Regions from separate parts of the Mus musculus genome. Here regions 1 and 3 are each linked to region 2. A link is a contact called in public HiCAR-type and promoter capture Hi-C data. All regions are on one chromosome and are shown on one strand. Each heading gives the region's core, a stretch centred on a gene start, on an enhancer-like site or on the middle of the called end of the contact. The rest is flanking DNA. Distances are from core to core; before and after follow the strand shown. Region 1 overlaps Cass4 (Cas scaffolding protein family member 4). Region 2 holds the start of Spo11 (SPO11 meiotic protein covalently bound to DSB). Region 3 holds the start of Fam210b (family with sequence similarity 210, member B).

Evidence for each region. Promoter capture Hi-C pulls out the DNA fragments that hold promoters and counts their contacts. HiCAR-type assays count read pairs that join an accessible place to other places.
Region 1: a promoter capture Hi-C map of pre-B cells shows a contact between it and region 2, with 2.7 times the contacts expected there. The contact joins the enhancer-like site here to the promoter of Spo11 in region 2. A contact is called at or near these places in 3 of 39 promoter capture datasets (the 3T3-L1 cell line, cranial neural crest and pre-B cells), 2 of 115 datasets of contacts at active chromatin or transcription factors (double positive thymocytes and embryonic stem cells) and 1 of 9 other capture datasets (liver).
Region 3: a HiCAR-type map of astrocytes shows a contact between it and region 2, with 2.3 times the contacts expected there. The contact joins the promoter of Fam210b here to the promoter of Spo11 in region 2. A contact is called at or near these places in 1 of 39 promoter capture datasets (pre-B cells) and 4 of 115 datasets of contacts at active chromatin or transcription factors (astrocytes, bone marrow-derived macrophages, double positive thymocytes and 1 more).

The regions. Positions count from the first base shown.
Region 1 is chr2:172,411,154-172,414,741 of GRCm38.p6, forward strand. The region is part of intron 1 of Cass4 (Cas scaffolding protein family member 4); the gene reads left to right. Among named protein-coding and RNA genes, the nearest start is that of Cass4, 19 kb to the left of the region's middle. Within about 2 kb of position 1,603, at least 79 of the 459 cell types and tissues checked have an H3K27ac peak or open chromatin away from gene starts, as enhancers often do. A contact at or near this core is called in pre-B cells, where this site is marked.
Region 2 is chr2:172,978,315-172,982,269 of GRCm38.p6, forward strand. It overlaps Spo11 (SPO11 meiotic protein covalently bound to DSB), which reads left to right and starts at 1,528. Exons shown (of 13, transcript NM_012046.2): 1 at 1,528-1,710; 2 at 3,665-3,778. The coding sequence starts at 1,580. It overlaps Gm52538 (a long non-coding RNA gene), which reads right to left and starts at 806. Exons shown (of 3, transcript XR_003953974.1): 1 at 764-806; 2 at 1-27.
Region 3 is chr2:172,344,031-172,347,481 of GRCm38.p6, forward strand. It overlaps Fam210b (family with sequence similarity 210, member B), which reads left to right and starts at 1,547. Exons shown (of 3, transcript NM_025912.4): 1 at 1,547-1,817. The coding sequence starts at 1,632.

The sequences.
Region 1 (3,588 bases), core at 353-2,852, 570 kb before region 2:
TTTCCAAATTAACACGCTATTAAAAAATAGTTTGCGAGCCATCCTTGACGACCGCTGGACAGCTGTCAGGTTGCATAGCTGCGGCGGTCAACTGCTTCCATGTGTTATTTTCAAAGCCCTGAGCACAGTGGTGCCAGGAGCCTGGGTGCACAGTGATGACTCACTGCCTGCTGTCACCATGGGGGGCTGCTGTGCTGGCTCCCCTCCCTACGTGACACACTGGCTATGACTCGCCTCGCTATGTCCTCCCATAGGGCCTTTATATGGGAGTCCAACTCTGCATAGAGGGAGGTGGCCTTGGAAGAGGTGACCCTTGAACTGGAAGCTAGTCAGGAAGAGATCTGGTGAAAGAATGTTCTGGGTACGTGGAATGGCAAGGGATGAGCCCCGGGCTGGAAGCATTATGGAAATGTCAATCAACAATATGGCTGGAAGACCATTAATGAGGGCAGGATCAGCAGGCCTGAGGGTGGACCGTGGGGCCTCAAAGCCACCGGGGGGCTTAGCTGGTATCCTAATGCAGTTGTGAGCAATTCCAGTTTTTAGACAGACTTAGATGTGTGTGTGACACACACACACACACACACACACACACACACACACACACACACACACACAAGTCTTATATTATTCTTGCTGGAGACCAAGAAGGGATATGTGAGTCAAAGATAGATGGGGAGCAACCCCAAGAGCCCGAGGGACTTTGAACAGGTTATTAGACCTCGCTGATCCTCTATTTTCTTACCTGTAAAATGAAGATAAGACAGCCCACATCTGAAATATTCTGGGAGTTCGTGATGTAAAATGTCTGAGCACTCAACTTAAAAACCAAGTCTCATCCCATATAATTCACTCTGTTCCGAGAATTACCACGTGGGGTTCGCTCCTCTTCTGCTGTTGCTGTTGCTGTTGCAGTGTTTGGTTTGGTTTGACCTTTTGAGACCAGGTTTTCTATAGGCCAGGATGACCTTGAACTCCCAGCTTCCACCTCCTAAAGCTTGAATCCATTACAGGAACCGGGCCACCTTGCCTGATTCCTTCTTCTTGTGTAACAAACCGGAATTGTCTCTCTTATTAAAACTTGGTGACCTACACTAGGGGAATTTTTGTTGCCTACCCAGCAGACGTGAAGCCCTAGGTTCCATCCCCAGTACTTCAATTAATTAATTAATTATCTAATTAATTCATACTTTGATTAATCACTTGGCTATTAATTGGTTAATTATTAATTAGACACTTAATTAGTTGTTTTATTAATTGGGGAATCATAATAATTGCCTGTTTAATGTTCCAAAGGCACTCTGTGCTATTTATAAAGAACTACTATACAGAAGGGACTCGTTCTGTGACACACTTAGAGGTTACTTTTGCTTTTCAAGACGTGGCCAGGCGGCAGGCAGGCAGGCAGTCGGAGGAAACCAACCAACCGTATCTCAGGAATGAGGCAGCTGCTGGTGATCCAGCGCAGCTGTGGGTGCCCTGAGGGGCAGATGTTTCCTGGCTTGGATGATCCTAAAGATCCATTGCTCTCTGGAAATGCCCCTCCTCCCCAGAAGAAGCCACAGCTGCTGGGACAGTGTGACACTCACGGGGAACCAGATAGATGCTGCACGCTTCAGTGGCAAGCCTCCCTTCAAAAGCACTTTGAGTAGATTTCACAAGAGTGGTGAAGGGTGAAAGCCAGCGTTTGCTTTTCATTTTCCCAAAATAAATAGTTAAGTTGCAATTTTCTCTTCCCTCCCCCTCTCCTTCTCCCTCTCCCCCTCCCCCTCTCTGTCTCCCTCCCCCTCCCCTCCCCCTCTCCATCTCCCTCTCTCTCTGTCTCCCTCTCTCTCTCCCTCTCTCTTATTTTTGAGACAGGATTTCTCACCTCAGAGCCCACTTCTAGGACGTACAATGTGTCCCATGGTGGCTTCAAACTAACAGTAATCCTTCTGCCTCAGACCCCTAAGTAATAAATAGAATTACTAATAAGTAGCTTTCAACAAGGTAAAATTGTGACTCTCCTACAGAAATAGAACAAGTTGCCAGGTGTAGTGGCTCACACACTGTCCCTGAACTCTGTGGAGACAGGAGGATCAGAAGTTTAAGGTCAGCCTAGACGGCAGAGAAGCAAAGTTTGAAAGCCAAACAAAACCTCTAGAAAGGATCCCGTTGCTTTACCAAGTCTGAGCCTTTAGTCAACACGCAACAAGAGTCTGTAACCCTGCCCTTTAGCACATCAACCCAGCTGGTTTCTGCAGGCCTCCATGTGAAACAATGACACCACATTCCAGGGCAATTCCAGCATTTATCTGGTTCCAGCTCTGTGAGCATTCCTTCTACATTGTGCTTAAAGGGCCACCACAGTGTCACAGGAAACTGCCTGTCTCCCACTCTAGACAGAACTAGGTGTTCCTGCTCTGACTTTTTATCTCCTAGAGACTCAACAGCCCCAGCAGCGTGTGGCTCTGCCCTGTCCATCATGAAACCAACCAAGGGCTAATGTGGGCCCCGGGGGACACAGCTGAGAGGGAGGAGGGTGTGAACCCTGCTCTCGTGGGAGACAGTCAGAGGGATGGTTGTCCTCTGTGAGTTAGAGACAGACATGGGAAGATCCTAAACAGGCTAGAAGAACCAGTTTGGTTTGCAGGGTGGCATCAAAGAACACTTTTTCTCAGGAAGTGGCATTCATGAAGAGTCTAGAAGCGTGGAATTTCAATGGGTGAAAAGCTGCTGGTGTGTTTGGGGGTGGAGGGGAGAGCGTGGGCAGGACCGAAATCCTCAGCCAGAGAGACCATGGAAGGCTGGTGGGGAAGTATGGGAGATAGAAAACCACAGAGGGCCTGGAAGCTTCTGGACCCCAAGAGTGCCTAGGCACTGAAGGATGGTTGGGGGCGGGGAGGGGGCAGGGTCAGTGCCACGTGACAGCAGCATTAGGTAAATGTTTGCTGACCATCTGGAGGAAGATGTGTTAACATATGGAAAGGGTAGTCGGAGCTGCAGGAGTGCCAGTTCTCAATAGGAAAGTCCCTGTGTTTGTGGTTCACCATGGGGGCCAGGGGAAATCTCTGCAGCCATGCTGTGACTCTGCAGGACTCATCACCTGTCTGGACCAATAAACTCTTCCAGACAGGTAGGGTGGGCAGGGAGGTGACCCACTTCCCAAGATGAATAGAAGCCACCCACCCACTCACAGGGCAGTTTGGACAGTCTAAGTATTTCCAAGAATAGGTTAAGAGGGAACAAAACACCCATAGAAGGAGTTACAGAGACAAAGTTTGGAGCTGAGACGAAAGGATGGACCATCTAGAGACTGCCACACCCCGGGATCCATCCCATAATCAGCTTCCAAACGCTAACACCATTGCATACGCCAGCAAGATTTTGCTGAAAGAACCCTGATATAGCTGTCTCTTGGGAGGCTATGCTGGTGCCTGGCAAACACAGAAGTGGATGCTCACAGTCAGCTATTGGATGGAACACAGGGCCCCCAATGGAGGAGCTAGAGAAAGTATCCAAGGAGCTGAAGGGGTCTGCAACCCTATAGGTGGAACAACAATATGAACTAACCAGTACCTCCAGAGCTCGTATCTCTAGCTGCATATG
Region 2 (3,955 bases), core at 278-2,777:
GCTCCCTCATCCCTCTGGTAACCAGCACTGCATAGCACATGAGAGGCAACAGGAAGGAGTGTGATAATGATAAAGAAAGGCTCTTCACACAGGTCTCACACACACACACACACACACACACACACACACACACACACACACACACACACGCAGTGTTGGCTTTTAGCCTAGGCTCCACTCCATAGTTACTTGGCAATAGCCAGCTGGGCCTGACTCATTATAAAAGGGGTTGCTTGCCCCCTCCTCTCTCTCTCTCTCTCTCTCTTGCTCTCCTGTCCTTGCTCTCTTCCCCTCTTCCCCCTCTTTCCCCATTTCCCTCCCCCCTTCCTCCCCCCCATGTGCTCATAGCCAGCCTCTACTCCTCTATCCCCACCCCCCCTTTCTCTCAACTCCCTTCCCCATCCATGCCCTAAATAAACTCTATTCTATACTACAGAATAGTATAGGGAAGTGTGGCTGGTCCCTCAGAGGGAAGGGATGCCTCAGCATGGGCATGCAGAGAGGAGGCTGTTATTTCTGCCACTAGACTATTAGAAATAAAAACTATCAACTGGGGCCTGTGGTCAGGTGGCTCTCACGGGATCAGTCCCAGCATCTCTCATACACCTTGATTCAAGCCACTTTGGTCCAGTCAGTTTTTTACCTCATCCCAGTCTCTCTTTGTTAAGGATACGGTTCTAAGAGTCAAGGCTCCTCTAGGACTTCAGAAATCCCACCTTCTGCTCTAGAAGGCTCAGAGAGAATAAAGCGAGACATGTCTTACCGTAGGTCTGCAAGGAGAGGAAGTGATATTCACGCTATTAAGGCTTAGGATGGAAATACTATTTTCAGATAAGCAACAACTTTTTATATATTTTTAAAAATTCACTTTTTTTAAAAAAATATTTTTATGTGTGAGTACCACATGCATGCAGGAACCCACAGAGGCCAGAGGGCATGAGGTCCCATGGAAGTGTAGTTTTAGGCAGATATGAGTTGCCTGGCGGGGGTCCTAAGAAATGAATGAACCTAGGCTCTCTACAAGTGCATTAAAATTCTTAACGCCGAGCTTTCCCCAACGACAATCTTCTTAATAAAAGCAAATCCCAAACATGTTTTGGACAGTAAAAAGCCTTTAATCCCGGCACACAGGAGGAGGCAGGTGGAGAGGACCTGGTACAGAGGCAGGAAGCCAAACCAGGCAGAAATGTTTCCCTTCTCCCATACCTATCCCCAGGTCCATGACCGTCCTAGTGAAAAGTTGTAATTATTACCTCCCCAAATGACCCCCCAAAAGAGCTTTGCAAGTATTATTTCCCCTAAGTTATCAGACCAAGAAAACCTCGACCCCAGAGATCTGCATCTGAGAGCTTCATGTCCTCCCTGAAGGGTAGTGTGTGTGTGTGTGTGTGTGTGTGTGTGTGTGTGTGTGTGTGTGTGTGTGTGTGTGTGTTGGGGGGGCGCCTCAGAGGCCCCTGCGCCTGCGCACTCTGCTCCGCGGGCTGTCCCGCGGTCAGTGGTGCAGTGCGCATGCGCGTGGCTAGAGCGCGGAAAGGTTCGCAGGGGCAGGAGGCCTCAGAGCGGCTCCGCATCCGCCATTATGGCGTTCGCGCCTATGGGGCCCGAGGCCTCGTTCTTCGACGCCCTGGATCGGCACAGGGCTTCCCTGTTGGCCATGGTGAAGAGAGGCGCAGGGGAGACCCCTGCCGGGGCCACCCGCGTGGCCTCTAGGTACAGCAGCTCGGCAGGGCCATGGAAAGCCCGGGAAGGTTCCTCGTGGCGCCGAGGTGGCCTCCGTGGGGAGAGCGTCGGAGGCCACGTCCGAGCCCCGAAGTCGGTGCTCCCTAGTGCTCCCTGGTGGTGACCGGGACCCTGTACACACCAGATGTTTTCTAGAATGTTCCAGGCGCCCCGCTCTGGCTTAGTTCCTAGGTTTATCAGTGTCCTTTATAGTCAGAGAGCTTGAGACTTGCTTTGGATTTATGGGGCTTTGTCTTGTTTTGTTTTGTTTGTTTTTGTTTTTGTTTTAAATGAAAGCTGGGCTTTAATTTCAGCACCGGGAGGCTGAGGCAGGCAGGTTTCTGAGTTTGAAATCAGTAGTTCCAGAATAGCCAGGGCTGTTAGACAGAGAAACCCCATGTTGAAAAAAAATTGTGTGTGTGTGTGTGTGTGTGTGTGTGTGTGTGTAAAATAGGTTTGGGAGTGAGGGATAGAAGAGGAAAGAGAAAGTGAAAAGCGTTTACTCTCTGAACTACCACTAATTAATTTCTCAGAACTAACAAGGACATCATCACATTTTAAGTAATTTATAATAAGACTTTTTTTTTTTTAACCTGAAGGGAACAGATGAACATATTGTAAGTAATTTCTTCACAACCAACTACAGAGACTCTCCTACGGTTCACCTGACTATATCTTGACCTTCAGTATTTGTCTCAGCCTATTCCAAACTTTGAAAAAAATTGTGTTAGAAAATAGTAAATGTTTTAAAATCCATTTTCTGATCTATCCCCCCCCCCACATACACACAGTAGAAACGTTGAGAATTGTGTGGTTGTTAAAACTCAACATTTTGCCCATCTTCTTTGTTTAGCTTGGCTTTCCTCCTTAGGCAATGTGCCAATGTTGCTTAAAATGATTGAGATATATATTTTTTTTAAACTGATGGTTTGTGAAATTAACAGCCAGCTGGAGAAAGCTGGGTTCAGTCTTGATATTTTGTGGTAAAGAGGCATGATTTTTTTGTGGCCAAGTGAACTATTTAGTACAAAATTCATTTTTTTTTCTTTTCTTGTAGTGATTAATTTTTTTCCTTTTGAATCATTACAATTTAAGATGGTTAATTTTTAGTCATGATATCAATTTTAGGGCAATGTGCTATAAGAAAGTATGTATGTGTGTGAGAGCGAGCGCGCTTGCTCACTTGCAGGAGCGTATATGTGTGTTAATGTTTCTGCATTGAATTCTTGGGAAGGAAGTTCAAAGCTAGTCTTACATCATCCTCAGTTAAAACATTTTTACAGTAGTATTTCAAGCCAAGTCTGTATTGAAGTTCAGCGACATTGAAGTAAGTTAATGTGAGCAAATAAAAAATGTATTTGTAAGTTATATTAGCTCGTCATTAATGCAAAAGGGTTCTTTGAAAGAGGAATTTACAGGTAAATCTAATTTTTTGTAAGTAAGCGCTATGAGAACAGTTGTTGGAATCCATGCCAAGGTAAGAATTTGGTAAGAGAGATGGTTACTGACATGTGTTTGCAAGGCTTAAAGAGACAAACAGAAGCGAGGAGGGGTGGTCCACATCTGCAATCCCACCATCCAGGAAAGCAAGGGAGGATTGTGGGTTTGAGGCCATTCTGAACTTCATGGTGAGTTCCAGGTTAGCCTTTGCTACCTTGTGAGACCTTGTCTCCAAAAGCAAGACAAAACAAAACAACAAAAATATGATGAAATAAAGAAATTGTGCCAGGTGGTAGATGTCCATGCCTTTAATTCCAGCACTTGGGAAAGAGAGGCAGGCAGATCTCTTGAGTTTGAGGCCAGCCTGGTCTACAGAATGAGTTCCAGGACATCTAGGGCTCCACAGAGAAATCCTGTTGGGGTGGGGATTGGGAGGTTGTCTTTGTATTGATCTGGGAGATGTTACATGGTATAAAATTAGATCTTACTGTGTTTATTGTTTCAGTTCTGAGGTTCTTACAGCTATAGAAAATATTATCCAAGACATAATCAAAAGCTTGGCAAGAAATGAAGTGCCTGCCTTCACAATAGACAACAGATCGAGCTGGGAAAACATAATGTGGGCATTTTGCAATTTTATTTCTCTGTTTTAAAAAGATGTGTGTTCGTGCTCCTGCGTGTGTGTGTGTGTGTGTGTATGTGTGTGTGTGTGTGTGTGTGTGTCTGAAAGTGCATGTGCCTGTGAGTCTCCACGGAAGAGGATGTCAGATTGCCTGGAGCTGGAATTACAGACTCT
Region 3 (3,451 bases), core at 297-2,796, 630 kb before region 2:
AGCTCCTGCCTCTACTTCCCAAATACTGTAGTTATAGGCTGGGCCACGGTGCCTGTCCTGGGGACCGCTGGCATTGTTTCACTGAAGTATGATTGCTCTGCATAAAAGTGAGCTTTGCTTATTGTGGTGACCCTCACTGCCCTGTCAGCCCCCTGCTCCTTGAATCCCCGCCCAAATCCCACTCACAATCCTAGATAGCCGCTGACCTTTTTGGGGGGGGGGGTCCAGAATTTTGCCTGTGAACTTTGCATTCTCTGAAGATGAAATCCTCCTGCATGTTGTGTTTGTGGCTGGAATTTTCCATTTGGCAAAGCAGTCCTGAGACTTGTCCCTAGGATGAAGGTGTTCACGCCTTACTTTAAAAAAATTTTTTTATTATTATTGCATGGGAGGGAGCATGTGTACAGGCCAGAGGAGCACTTTGTGGAGACTGTGGCTCTCTCCCCCCACCTCCCAGCCCCCACCCCCACCTTGCCTGGGCCCCAGGGTGGAACTCAGCTTGGATAGCAAGTGATCCACAGATGGAAGTTCCATTCTCCAGCTGACAGATATCTGGACTGCCCTGCTATGAGTATTGCTGTCTTCTGAGCATGTGTGTAGGACAGGTTCTCCTGGGGTCGAGGCTGGCCTTGAACTCTTAATCCTTCTGTCTCAGCCTCCTGGGTGCTTGAGTTACAGATCTGCACCACCATGTCAAGATAACAGTTTACTATTATTTCTTTAAGTTATAAGAACAGAAGGGTTAATTTTGGCTCATGGGCCTAGAGGTCCAAGGTAGAGGGGCCACATCTAATGCCAGCAACGCCTTCCTGTGGGCCCAAGTCCCCAGGCAGTGCATAGTCACCAGGTAAGAGAGAGTGCCCTCTTGTCAGATTTTAGTCCGACAGAAATGTGAGTCTTTGCTTCTCTTGAGACACTATGGGAGCGGAGTTGCTGACCAACCTGGTTTGTGTACTTTTAACTATCTGTGAAAGTACAAAACTTTTCTCCACAGTGGCTGCTTTCATGTTCACAGCCGCGATATAGTAGGCTCATTTAGAGGGCTTCTTCAAGTGAGAGTTAACCTCTATAGTTCCTTTCTTCTTTAAAGCATTCACGTAAGCATCAGTCTTCCAGGTTTCACCCATTCGGCTGAGAGGAAAAACAAAGAATGCATTAGCCCTCGCTTGAAACAGCCGCCAGCCGCGCTCCACAGTCCGGAAACTCAAAATCCTGGAAAGTTCTGAGAAAATGCATTCCACAAAGAACTGGCCTGAGGTCCTGAGAACTAGGCTGATAGACTTGGCAGGTCCCCAGCCCCGCCCACTCCGCTTCAGGAGGCGGAACTTAGCCAAGGAAGCGGGGCTGAGGGGCGGGAACAAAAGAGAGCGAGCGTCTCCAGATGCCCCACCCACTCATGGATAGGCTGCTTCTGCGGAGGGCGGAGCTGTTGGGTGGAGCCCAAAACCTGCGCTCCGCTATAGAGCCCCGCCTATCCCACGCTCAGCTCCGCTCCGGGGGCGGGCCCTAAAGGTGTTGGGGCGGGGCCTGTCGGGGGGTGGAGCTCGAGGCCCCGGTCTCGGCCCCGCCCACCGCGCTGTGTTGGAGCTGATTCCCGAGTGGGCACACTGGAGCTGCGCTCGCGGCGCGCCATGGCCGGGCTGTTGACGCTGCTTGGCCCGGCAGGAAGAGTGAGCACCCGGCTGCGGCCCCTGGCCCCTTGGCTCCTGGGAACCGCCACCTCCTGTGCTCCACCGCTCTGGGCCTTAGCCTTGTCCCATCCGGTTCCGGACGCCCGACTGCTGCGCACGGCCCGCGGGGACTGTCTCAGCCGCCAGGTAAGACTCCCCACAGCCACTCGGACCCTGATCCCCAAGTGGCCGGAGCGCCGTGCCAGGGCCAGCCCCAATGGACAATTTTTACATTGCACCTGACCGAAACGGGTCACCTCCGGGGTCCCTGAGTTCTCAGATTCCTAGAATCCGAGAAAAATCTCTTTCAGTTAGCAGCCGGAGAAACTGAGGCTAGGAGTGGAATGGTGCGCTGCCCAAGGTCATGGAGTCGCCCGCCGAGCCCCAGTTTCGAAAGCCAGAACAGTGGCGTTACCGAGCCGATCGCAAGGGGCCTGAATTCTATATGAACTTCCAGTCCGGCCCCTGGACTTGTTCCTTTTGAAGTTCAGTTGAGGCCTGGGCACTGGGCCCAGGAGGCGGCATCGCCGGTGCCGCCGGTACATCTACCGCTTCCCTGTGCTCCTTGCGCCACCCTTTTATCTAGCTGGAAGAGCAGGCTCAGAGCAGGCAGTCCATCCCGTTTTGTTGTGGTTACTTGCCCTGAGTGCTCAGAGTGAAAACCAGCTTCCATTCAGACAGCAGCATATCTCAAGTAGGTCTCAAAAAAAAAAAAAAAAAAAAAAAAAAGCAGGAGTTCAGAAGTAGTAGATCGGAAGCGTCGAGGTCTGGGGGAGTCTGAAAGAAAGATCACTGCCATGAATCGGGCAGTTCTGAGTACTGTCTGCTCCCGTGGCTTTTCAGTTAGGGATTGGTCGCTTTCCTTGAGTGCCGAGCACAATGATGGAAGGACTTCCTTCCCCTCTCTCCTGCCTGACAGACAGGACACTGGCCTCAGCTCTGCTCCTGAGCACAAGTCAGGATACTCACAGCGTACCGTGCTTCAGGGCACCGCATAGCTTCCCTCTCCTCCAGAAAGTCTTCCCTGACTACCAGTAGTGTGCCCCCCCGCCCTATACTGTCTCTTCTCTAGCGCTCAGATCTTAGCTGCCTTCACGATCTGGTACAACCTCTCACCTTGTTCTGCCACATCAGCCCTGTTGGTAGCCTAACCCTAACCCTAACCCTAACCTTAAACACACACTCTGCCTTGACAGGTGTGTTTACAGCAAGGATAAGTCTGGTCTCAGGCTCATAGGATCCATGTCTCTGCTTGCTAAGTCAATCACTTTGATCAAACGCTATCCCTTTTCCATGTCTGTAAAATGAGATGTTACTAAGTCATTTCCCAGAGGGTGAATGTGATAGGCGACAGCATGCTAGCTGGCATCTGGTACATCATGGCTGACACCAGTGATTTCTGTCATCCGTGTCACACCGCCCAGGGCCTCCAGAGCCCAGGAGCTGAGCTTGTACTTCAAAAAGGATACTCCTCAAGAAGCCAACTGTGGGGGAGGGACCTGCCCTGGGACTCAGTCCGGCATTCCCACTCCACCTCCAACCTGCCTGCCTTCACTGGGAGGCCAGCTGGGGTCTCCAAATGTTCTAGATAGTAAATCAAGTGTCTTGAGTGACATGTCAACCTCTTGCCTACAGCAAGGACTGCACTGTGCCAGAGATGGGGAGATACGCCACACAAGGAGCCCTTTCAGAGCTCAGGGTTCAGGGTCACATAGACCAAGTGAGTGGAGGCCACTTGTGACCCTGGGGGGGGGAGGGGGAGGAGTTCGTATGCAAGTGGC